Linked DNA regions of Gossypium arboreum: all the other regions are linked to region 3. The links are chromatin contacts, called in public Hi-C maps. All regions are on one chromosome and are shown on one strand. The core of a region is the stretch at or near the end of the contact, and the rest is flanking DNA. Distances in the headings are between cores, read along the strand shown.

What was found. Hi-C and Micro-C count contacts between places; a contact is called where the count stands out from the background.
Region 1: a contact with region 3 is called in a Hi-C map of leaf, with 4 times the contacts expected there. The contact joins the enhancer-like site here to the promoter of LOC108473984 in region 3. A contact is called at or near these places in 2 of 5 Hi-C or Micro-C datasets (both in leaf).
Region 2: a Hi-C map of leaf shows a contact between it and region 3, with 2.1 times the contacts expected there. The contact joins the promoter of LOC108484409 here to the promoter of LOC108473984 in region 3. A contact is called at or near these places in 2 of 5 Hi-C or Micro-C datasets (both in leaf).

What each region holds. Positions count from the first base shown.
Region 1 is chr11:75,161,237-75,164,535 of ASM2569848v2, forward strand. No RefSeq gene overlaps it. Among protein-coding and RNA genes, the nearest start is that of LOC128284054, 55 kb to the right of the region's middle. Within about 2 kb of position 1,860, at least 1 of the 2 cell types and tissues checked has an H3K27ac peak or open chromatin away from gene starts, as enhancers often do. A contact at or near this core is called in leaf, where this site is marked.
Region 2 is chr11:75,486,785-75,490,172 of ASM2569848v2, forward strand. LOC108484409 (exosome complex component RRP4 homolog) reads right to left here and starts at 2,013. Exons shown (of 8, transcript XM_053020877.1): 1 at 1,701-2,013; 2 at 1,516-1,617; 3 at 1,381-1,426; 4 at 1,154-1,243; 5 at 574-639; 6 at 377-445; 7 at 15-281. The coding sequence starts at 1,984.
Region 3 is chr11:75,315,362-75,318,843 of ASM2569848v2, forward strand. LOC108473984 reads right to left here and starts at 1,562. Exons shown (of 14, transcript XM_053021195.1): 1 at 534-1,562; 2 at 1-67. The coding sequence starts at 1,204.

The DNA of each region.
Region 1 (3,299 bases), core at 610-3,109, 150 kb before region 3:
AAAGGCCTTAATTAATGAACATTCTAACGTTTGAAGACTCGATTCGGTGTGTGTTTTCAGAACAGTTTAATTGATTTTTCTGACAAAATTAAGAGGCTGTCTATACCCTTAAACTTAAAATAAAATATTTTAAGTTTTAACTTTTGCCGTAGTAAATAATAAAAATAAATAAATTTTATGAAAACAAATTAATAAAACGTGTTGTAGTATTACATTTTATTAATCAAATAAAAAGTATCTTACAACCAAATAAAATAATATAACAAATATGATAATATGCTAAATAATATACTCTAAGAATCTTATGGACAATAAAATTACATTCATTAAATCAAATGTCTCTTCATGAAGAATTATTGAAGGGTGTAAGCGGTTTATTAAATGATGATATCTACTTATCCATTTTTAAATGAAGATGATTTTTATGTAATCCTAACTTAAGATTTTATTATTTCTTTTTACCAAAATGAAAACAATCATCAAATAGTTCACATTTACTTGCAAAGTTGAAAGTAGTTGAGGTAGAAGAATAAATTTGAGGTAAAAGGGTAAAATTTTAATCCACGATAAAGTTAAATATATTTATTTATTTTTTGACTTTATGGTTAAAATTGACGCCATAAGAAAACTAAAATTTAATATTTTCGAACATGATAAGATAAAAATTGAATTGATTATTGTTTTCATGCCATTCCAAATCAAATTGAATTATTTTCAGCATAATGAAAATTTTAGTTTTAATATTTATTTTTATTATTTTAGTTTTAATTTTTTAAAGATTATTTTGATCTCTAGTCTTCAATTTTTAATTAAATGAAAAATTGATTGAACTGTTAAAATTTTTATAACATTAACGTGACAACTTGTATAATAATTTATGCATACTTCATAAAAATCGAAAAAATAATAAAGAATTTAAAATTCAACAAATTAAAAAATAATAATTAAAAGACAACTATCCACATCAGTAATGAAATACATATAGATCATCACACAAGTTTACATATCAATGTTATTAAAATTTTAACAATTGAATCAATTATTCTATTTAACAAAAACATTTTGACTACATTTTGAAAATTGCGTGTCAAAATTATAAAAAAAAAAACCAAACTGATAAAACAATTAACTTAGAGGCTAAAATGTTATTACGGCTTATTACTTCTTTTTGTGGTCATTCTATTCAATTTTAGATATATGAATTAATTTTCTTCAAAATTTAAAAATAAATTTGGAAATAAAAAATTATAATAACTTATTTGGAAATAAATTTTATCTTTTTAATTATTAAACTTGTATTGTTTTTAAACTACCTCAAAATAGATGAAAATATTAATTTTACTAACTTTACTGGTATGACATACACACAGATTACCACGATTGCACTTTAATAATTAATTAATTTGTTAAAATTTAAAATTATTAAAAATTATTAAAATGTTTAAAAATTAGAATTATTAAAATATAAAAATATTTTTAATTTTAAAATAGTTAATTATTACTGTGTCGTGGCTTGTAGCAAACGTTAATTTTTTAAATATTTTTAAGTTATGTGATAAATAATACAAATTTAACCACTAAAAAAACCCAAAGTCCGGAGGGCTAAAAAAATCATATGCCAAAAAATAAATGTATGGGTAGTAGGCCAGTAGCACCGCACTACACTACACTACCATAACCATGAGATCACAGTGGCATGCACTGTTATTGGCGCTCGTGTTATTGTAATGGAAAAACAAAGGCTGCCATCATAACTGTTAATAATTTAATATTTTGTTACGGTATCTATAACTCTTTAGTCGGCGCGTTCACCACATTCCCCGACCAACCTTGCCTCGAAGCGCATGCGTGTTGGCACAAACGACAACTCAAATTTTCAAAAGACGCTACCGTCTCATTCCTGTTTACCCATCTATCAATGGGTCCACTTTGACTCTACACCAATTCCCCAAATAATTGGTGTTTCCTTCTCACGCGCCTTCCTTCCAAGTAGCTTTGGAATTTTTTTTTCATCAATACTTATGGTTGTACTTGGCAGTGTTGTACGAAGGAGCTCACGTTTTATCTATCACCGTCCTTGATTCTCATTTCATTTAATAACATTTAGGAACGCTCAATGCATATTTTACTATTTGAGTTCCAAATTATTTTAATATAATATTTGTACTATTTTTTATTCAACGTGATGTTTGTATTTAATAAATATATATATATTTTATGATATTTAAAATAATAATATTAATTTTTAATATTTAATTTAAGTTTTAAAATTATATTAATTTAATAATATTAATAATTAATTTTCATTTAATTAATTATAAAATTCAAAATTAAATCACATTTATCAAATTATCTTTGAGAAGTTAAATGTAAAAATTAAAAGAACTCACATGTAACGCTAAAGTTATTCTATTAAAATATTAAAGAATTCAAATTTAATATTCAATTAATTTTTATCAAATTAATTTTGAAATTCAATTAAACTCTATAAAGTTAACATGATTATTTTTGTGTACTAAAATATATAATTTTTGGTCAAATGCATGTATTAAATTAGACAATAAAATAAAATAAATACAATATTAAAAAAGTCAAATTTAAATACTAAATAATATAGTTATTGTCATCGGTTTATCTATTATTTAAGAATAAATTTATTGTACTCTTAAAGCACGAATATGCCCTTATATATAAAGAAAAACTTGACGGACATTATGGTAATATCATGTGGTCTTTTTATTGGAATATAAGGAATAAAATTAATAGGTTAAACTATGTTGTTAGTCTCTATACTTTGATCCAATTAAAATTTAGTTCATGTATTTAAAAATTAAAATTAAGTTCTCTTACTTTTTATTTAAAGATCTCAATACAAGAATTAAAATCGTAAGTATTTTCTGTAAAAATTTATCAATTTTGAATTTTGGTGAAGATATCCTCATATGATATGGCATATGACTACAAAATAAAAGTGATAAGTTAACAAACTTTGATAAAAACTACCAATAACGATAATGATTGGACTAAAACTTTTAAAGTGAAAAAATAAGAGGATTAAATTCTTAACTTTTAAATCCTAAATTTTATACAAGTGCATTTACTAACAACATATTTTAACCAATTAAATAATTTATTTTGATCAAACTCCTAGGTTTATTCCTTAAGCCGTTATTTTGTGTAAAATTAAATTTCTTTCCTTGATTCTTCACTCATTTGGTCTAATTCGGACCAATATCTTCTTGATTGATGGATTGAATTTCATTTGTATTGATAGTTTTTGCTTAGTTAGATTTTATTTG
Region 2 (3,388 bases), core at 763-3,262, 170 kb after region 3:
AAAATCGTCAATACTCGGATAGCATTTGCAATTCTGCATATGTTTTGCCTCATCTCTAGCGGGGTATAAGCTCGGTTTATTCCTTCAACAACTGTAGATTGTTCAATACTTTTAGCTTGATCGATTACCACACTGTCTCTAGCTTCAACATGTTCGCCAATCCATATATATCCGTTACGTCCAAGTATCAAGTCAATTCCAAACTGTTCAAGGTGATGGAAATGCTGTTTGCTTTTCCTCACCAGGTAAGGATCAATTATGAGCAACTGGCCTTTCTCAAGCTGTGTACATGTCGATTCAATCAGCAATAGCATTATTAAGATCGACAAACCATGCCAAATCAGAAGGGATATACAAATTCTTTCAAGATAGATACCTTTCCATACTTTTGGCTTCTTGCTTGGAGTTGTAAGCTGCCATCATGCTGGAAATTACGAACCTCGGCCTGAAGAAAAAAGAATGTCATTTCCAACACAAGTGTTCATCATTTTCTTCTATTTGTCATATAGCATGTTCATGTTCATATAAAAATACTACAAAAGAGAACACAAACAAGTGCGTCACTGGACTTACACAGACAATATCATTCTCTTCAAATATACTTCGCATGTTGAGTTCATCCAAAGCAGTTCGCCGTCTCTAATAATACAAAGTGAAATTTAAATTAGGAAAATTTATAACGGAGCAAAAGCAAAATTGTATGTTACTTAGAGATGAGTATCGGACTTAAATGTCCAACATGGGTATATTCAATTTTCTAAAATTTCCATCTTTTAGGAGGATCATATCTACATATAAATGCCCAGATATATGTCAAAAACAGGCTCTTCAAGAAAAATGAGTCAGTATAACATAGGGAAAAAACATAAATATTTTCCCCATATGGCATCAAAACGCAGCTAGCATAAATATGAGGTAGTTTTGAAGCAAGACAAACAAGAAATGAGGAACTTATAAATGTTGCTCATATAAAATTCAATGGATAGCTTCAAGGGATACTATGCAGTATCAGACCAATGGTGGAAGTTCAACTAAAAAGACTTTGCTAGTCTAAAAATATACAAGGAGAACTGCACTCTCACATCAAGCATCCAACCTCAATCGAATTTCATTATAAATTCTCCATAATTTCTGCAAGGAATATACAAGTTACCTGAATACCATCAGGCATGTTCATTGAAGAAAGCATTAAAACCGCATCTTGGCTGAAATTAATTTCCAATCTCCACCGCTTTTGAGCAACCTGAATATGAATAAATGAAAATGCAAAGTCCCTTATGTGTTCCAGAAAAGAAGAATAATTATTTTTGGTACAAAGGGAAATACTGGGTCAATGCCACATTTTGAAGGTAAGTGTTATTCAGCCACTTTAGGCCTTACCTCGACTACACGTCCCACTACGACATCCCCAACCTCTGGCTTGTACCTAGAAGATTTAATAATTCGAAAATATATAAATTCCAAAACAACAAAAGAAGAATAATAGGATTGAAGAGAGATTTTGTTTGAGAATACCTAGCGCGTAAGGCGCGTACGTAAACCAGTTTGTTGACGCGCTCCACAACGCCGCACACAGTTGCCACCAATTCGCCGTTGAGGTCCGTTGTTCCATATCCCCTTCAGAAAAAAAAGTGAAGAACATAAAACAAGTGTTTAGCCATGCTATATAAGTAATTTAATTGTAGTGTTTAGCGGAGTACTTGAGAAAAGCGTCTTCGTAGTTGACAGGAATAGTATCGGCGACGGTAACGGAAGCGTCGGAATTGGCCTTAGCAGATAGAGACTGAAGCTTTTCGAATGCCCTTTGAAGTCTTACTCTTTGGGTTTGGCTCAACGGTAACTTCAATCCTCTCATTTTCTCTTTGTTATCGGCTACTCGGCATAAGCTTGATTTCGGGGTAACTCCTCCTGTAAAACAAAAAAAGGGGAGAGAAGAAGAAGAAGAAACCTTAAACCCTAATGCCTCGATTAAATTTCCCCCCATTCTTTGATTACTAATTGGGCTGTTAACGGGCTATTTAATTGGGCCACCCGGTTGATTTGTTCGTACTTTTGTAAGATTTCTGTAATTTTGTTTACGTGACCAAAGTACCCAAAAGTGTATATATATATATTTCCATTATGTTTAAATAAATAAAATGTCAGAAATGTTTGTCTCAATTTTTTGGTTTTTAATTTTATAATTCCACTATTTTATTTCATAATTTTAATGAGCTGCCCTCTAGCTTAAAGAATAGAGAGAGAGAGATGCATAAGAAACAGGGGAAAGTAATGTGGGTTGAAGAAGTTAGATTTTCTGTACAATGATATTTCTTTTGCCTAAATTCTTAGAACTAAGAAAAACCTAATTTAAATAAATTTGTTCAGAAGCGAAGGCTTAACTCAATTGTTAGAAGTCAAAAGCTGTTTTATTATTTAAAATATATTAAAACATTTTAAAGGGCTATTTGTTATAATTCATGTAAACCTTTTTTAATGATTAAATAGTTATTTATATCTAATTAAATTAATCTAAATTTAAAATAATTGAGAAATTTAAATTAAACAAATAATTCAACTGTAGAAAATTTAATATAAAGTTGTTACCTCAATTCAAGAAATATGTATTAGAGCAAAGCAGAATCGATATTAGCTCAATTACAACTCTAATGTTATACTTGGCGTTTTAAGATAAACATTCAATAAATACCTAAATAAGAAAATAAGGTAACACCACAAAGTTCATGGTCACAATCTTGCCAAATAAGAATACCCTAACGAGTAAACACATGGTTTTAGAACATGATCTTATCGACCAAGAATATCTCAACCAATCAACAGAATCACATACTCTTATGCAAGAAAGTAACTCATGAGTAACAAAAGGAATGAACGCAAGTTTTGATCAAAAAGGAAGATCTAGCAAATACTAAGTATTATCTTTCACTATCATTATTCTCTAATATATCTCAAACCCTTTATCTCTTTTAGATACCTATTGATTTAAGCATCAAATAGCATTTTAGAAGATAAGCTTCGATTCCCTTATAGTTTTCTTTGTGCTTGTAGTTTTTTACTAGCCATCTCAAATCCATTTTCCCTTCTCATAAAGATGACACTTTTAACATATCTAAATAGTATAGTTCACAATTATAATCCAATATTAGTTTACTTATATCATAAATTATCTTTTTATGGTGAAAGTGAAAATTCATAAATTAATTCCTATGCTTTTCAATCTTATCCAATTTAATCTAAATGTGATCTTCATCCTACCAATATATGTTTCATGTCATTTTTATTCCAAATAATTATTATTAACTAACATTTTCTCAAATTAGTGAAATTACATTTTGGTCCCCATACTTTTTAAAATTTATGATTTAATCATTTTATCACATTTTCACAT
Region 3 (3,482 bases), core at 312-2,811:
AACAGTTCTCTGGTCCCTCTCAGGATCAGCCTCAGGCTCCACTGCATCTTTCTTATCCTTAAATCTCCTGAAACATCCATGTTCATGAGATAATTCAGGATGCCACTAAAATCATGCTCTAAAAAAGAAAAAAGAACCATCTGCACAAAATTACTAGACATTGCCATCGACATCCTACCAAAAATGCACATACAAAAGGCATTACAGTTCTATAACTCTAAAGGATACAACTAAGGAATCCTCTCACCCTATTTCTTGCATATAAATTTACTCCAAAAAATGAATTCTGAAACATCATAAAATACAATAAACTTCATCCCTAAGGGGTGAGCAGTGAGCACTTCAACCATGTTTATGTGCTTAGATCATGACAGACAATATAATTGGATGGTATAAACACGATGCAAAAATGCATGTTTAATTGAACTTAGCAGTCATCTAGTCATTTCTACATCTGCATAAACATTACAATACTTCAACATAGGTGCCCAGAAATTCATTTTGCACATATAATGTACTTTTTAAAAAATTACCTGCTATCTCTGATGTCAATTTCACGTTCCCTCTCTTGATCGCGTTCACTCTCGTGTCTCCTCAACCTACTACTGCTTCTCTCTCTCCTATCTCTCTCCCGCTCCCTCTCTAGCTCACGATCACTCTCGTGCCTCCTCGACCTACTACTGCTCCTCTCTCTCCTATCTCTCTCCCGTTCCCTCTCAATCTCACGATCACTTTCGTGCCTCCTCGACCTACTACTGCTTCTCTCTCTCCGGTCTACCTCCCTCTCTTTCTCCTTTTCCTTCTCTCTTTCCCTCCTCTCTCTCTCCTTTTCCTTCTCTCTCCTATCCCTCTCTTTCTCCTTATCTTTTTCTCTTCTTTCTCTCTCCCTTTCCTTCTCCCTCTCTCTGCTACCCCTCCTCTCTAAATCCTTATCTCTATCTCTCTCCCTTTCCCTATCCCTGTCGCGGCTGCTTCTATGGCGGTCCTTATCCCGATCTCGCCTCTCCTCGTCGTCCTCATCGCGGCCGCTTCTCGATTTCTTGCTGCTCCTCTTGCCCTCATCATCCTCTTCCTCTCTATCTCCATCTCTCTTCCTATAGCTTCTCTCGCTCTTATCCTCCGATCCTCCTCTGTCTTTCGTCTTCTTCGGATCTTCCTGCTCCTCAACGGTTTTTTCCAAATACTCGTACTCGTCGAAATCCATTATTTTGTTTCAAAACTTCCGAGATTTCACCTCTTTTTGTTGAAGGTAATAAAGTTGGAACCTCGAAATAGGGTTTTGTTGGGGTTCAGCTGTCAATTGCAAGGGTTTGGTTTAATTTGGGTCCTCGAAATCTGGGAATGGGACTTGGGTGCAATTTGATAAAATTGCGTGGGCTTTGAGAGAATTTACCAAGAAGTTTGAAGAAAGATTGAAGAAAAGAAACGAGTAGAAACAAAGACAAACAGCAAGTGATTCCCTTTTCCACAGCACATTCACCGGATACGATATGTGTGAAGTGTGTGAAGCGTACGGAATCTATGGGCTTCCAACTTCGTTGTATACAATATTGGGTATGTTATAGGTTTCTGACAATAAGGGTTGGCCTGTGTTTTAGGAAAATTTGTTCGTCCTTTTTGTGTATTTGTTTTAAAAAATAATTTGATTAATAGAAAATGAAATAAAATTAATGTAAAATAAGTTTTTTAAAATAAATTATCCTCTTAAAAGCGTAAGTTATTTTCTGTAAAAAATTAATTTAAGTTAAGCTTAATAATATTATATTGATAATAAATTTTATTTTTATTTTTAAAATATTTAAAATTATTAAATATTAATAAAAATATTATATTTTTAATATTATTAAACATATATATTTTATTATTTTATTATATTGATAATAAATTTTATTTTTATTTTTAAAAATATTAATAAAAATATATATCTTTCAATATTATTAAACATACATATTTAATTATTTATATTTAGTTATATAATAAATTATTTTTATAATTAATATAATTTATTAATAAATTATTTAATATTTTAATTTTATTTTAATAATAAATTTTAAAAATAATAAATTTAAATAATATCATTCAATATTATTGAAAATATTCAATACTAATATTTTAATAATAAATATTTATTACAATTATAAATATGTTAAAAATATTTTTTTGGAGAAGAAAGGTTAAAATATGTCGTAAGTCTATATAGTATTCACAAATTTATAATTTAGTCTCTGTACTTTTATTTTTAATAATTTAGTCCGCCTACTTTTCAAATTTGAAAATCAAGTTCAATCGTTAACTTTTTTTTGTTAATTTTATTGATGTCACATTTTTAAATAAAAATAATCACTTGATAGTCTTATAACTAAAAATGACGTTGTAATAAACTTAAATTTTAAAAATATTTTTAATTTAAATTTATAGATATAAAATAAACTCAATTAAACAATGAAAAGATAAGAAAATCTCAAATGTATGTTTGTTTTATTTAAAACAATTTTATGAAATATTTTTAATAAATCATCAAATAACGTAAAATATTTTACACAAATTTATCTAAACACCAAAAATATTAATTTTTCCAAGAAAGTAAGTCATTCTCCGTAAATCATTTTCAAGTGAAATAACAGACCCTAACTTCAAACTCTATTATTATATAAGAATAGTGTGATTGTTTCACATAAATTGATTTAGGCCTCAGTTTGATAGATGATTAAAAATATAAAAAAATATGGTAAATAATAAGTAGATAAAATTACTTTATCATTGAAAGGAGAATGTTTTCAATTTATTTATCAAACAATCTAATTATATTCAGTAATTAATTTTAAAAATATATTAAACAAATTTTATAACTTAAATTCAGCACTCAAATTTTCAACATTTATTTTTTAACATTTAATTTTTCAATTTATCAAACAATACCTTATATAAAATGTTTTTTTTTGCATTTTATTGTATTTGATTCATTAAAAAATTGACCAACAAAATATTACTTGCAAATGAATGGAAATTAAGCTTTTCCTTTCTTTTTTATTTTTATTTTTTTAATTGAGTTAATTTTTGAAAAACATAAGTTATTTTTAAAAGAAGTGTTCATTTATGGGTTTTATTTAAAATTAAATTAAATTAAACATAATATTATTATATTAATGATAATTTTTATTTTTTATTTTAAAAATATTAAAATATTAATATCAAATATCATTTTCTTTTAATATTAATCTCATTACATGTTCTTATCATATTTGCTCTTTTTTCATACAATATTTAGAACTACCCATAGCCCTTCCCCAACACTTAAATAGGAAGATAATGTGCTTCAGCGCACTTGAACTCGCTTCCTCCTGCACTAACAAAAATATCGATGTCAATCAAGTTAACACTCAATCGACAAATATTAAAATGTTGAATAATATCAAACATACTTATTTAATTATTTATATTTAATATAGTAAATTCTTTAATATTACAACTTTACTTTTAAT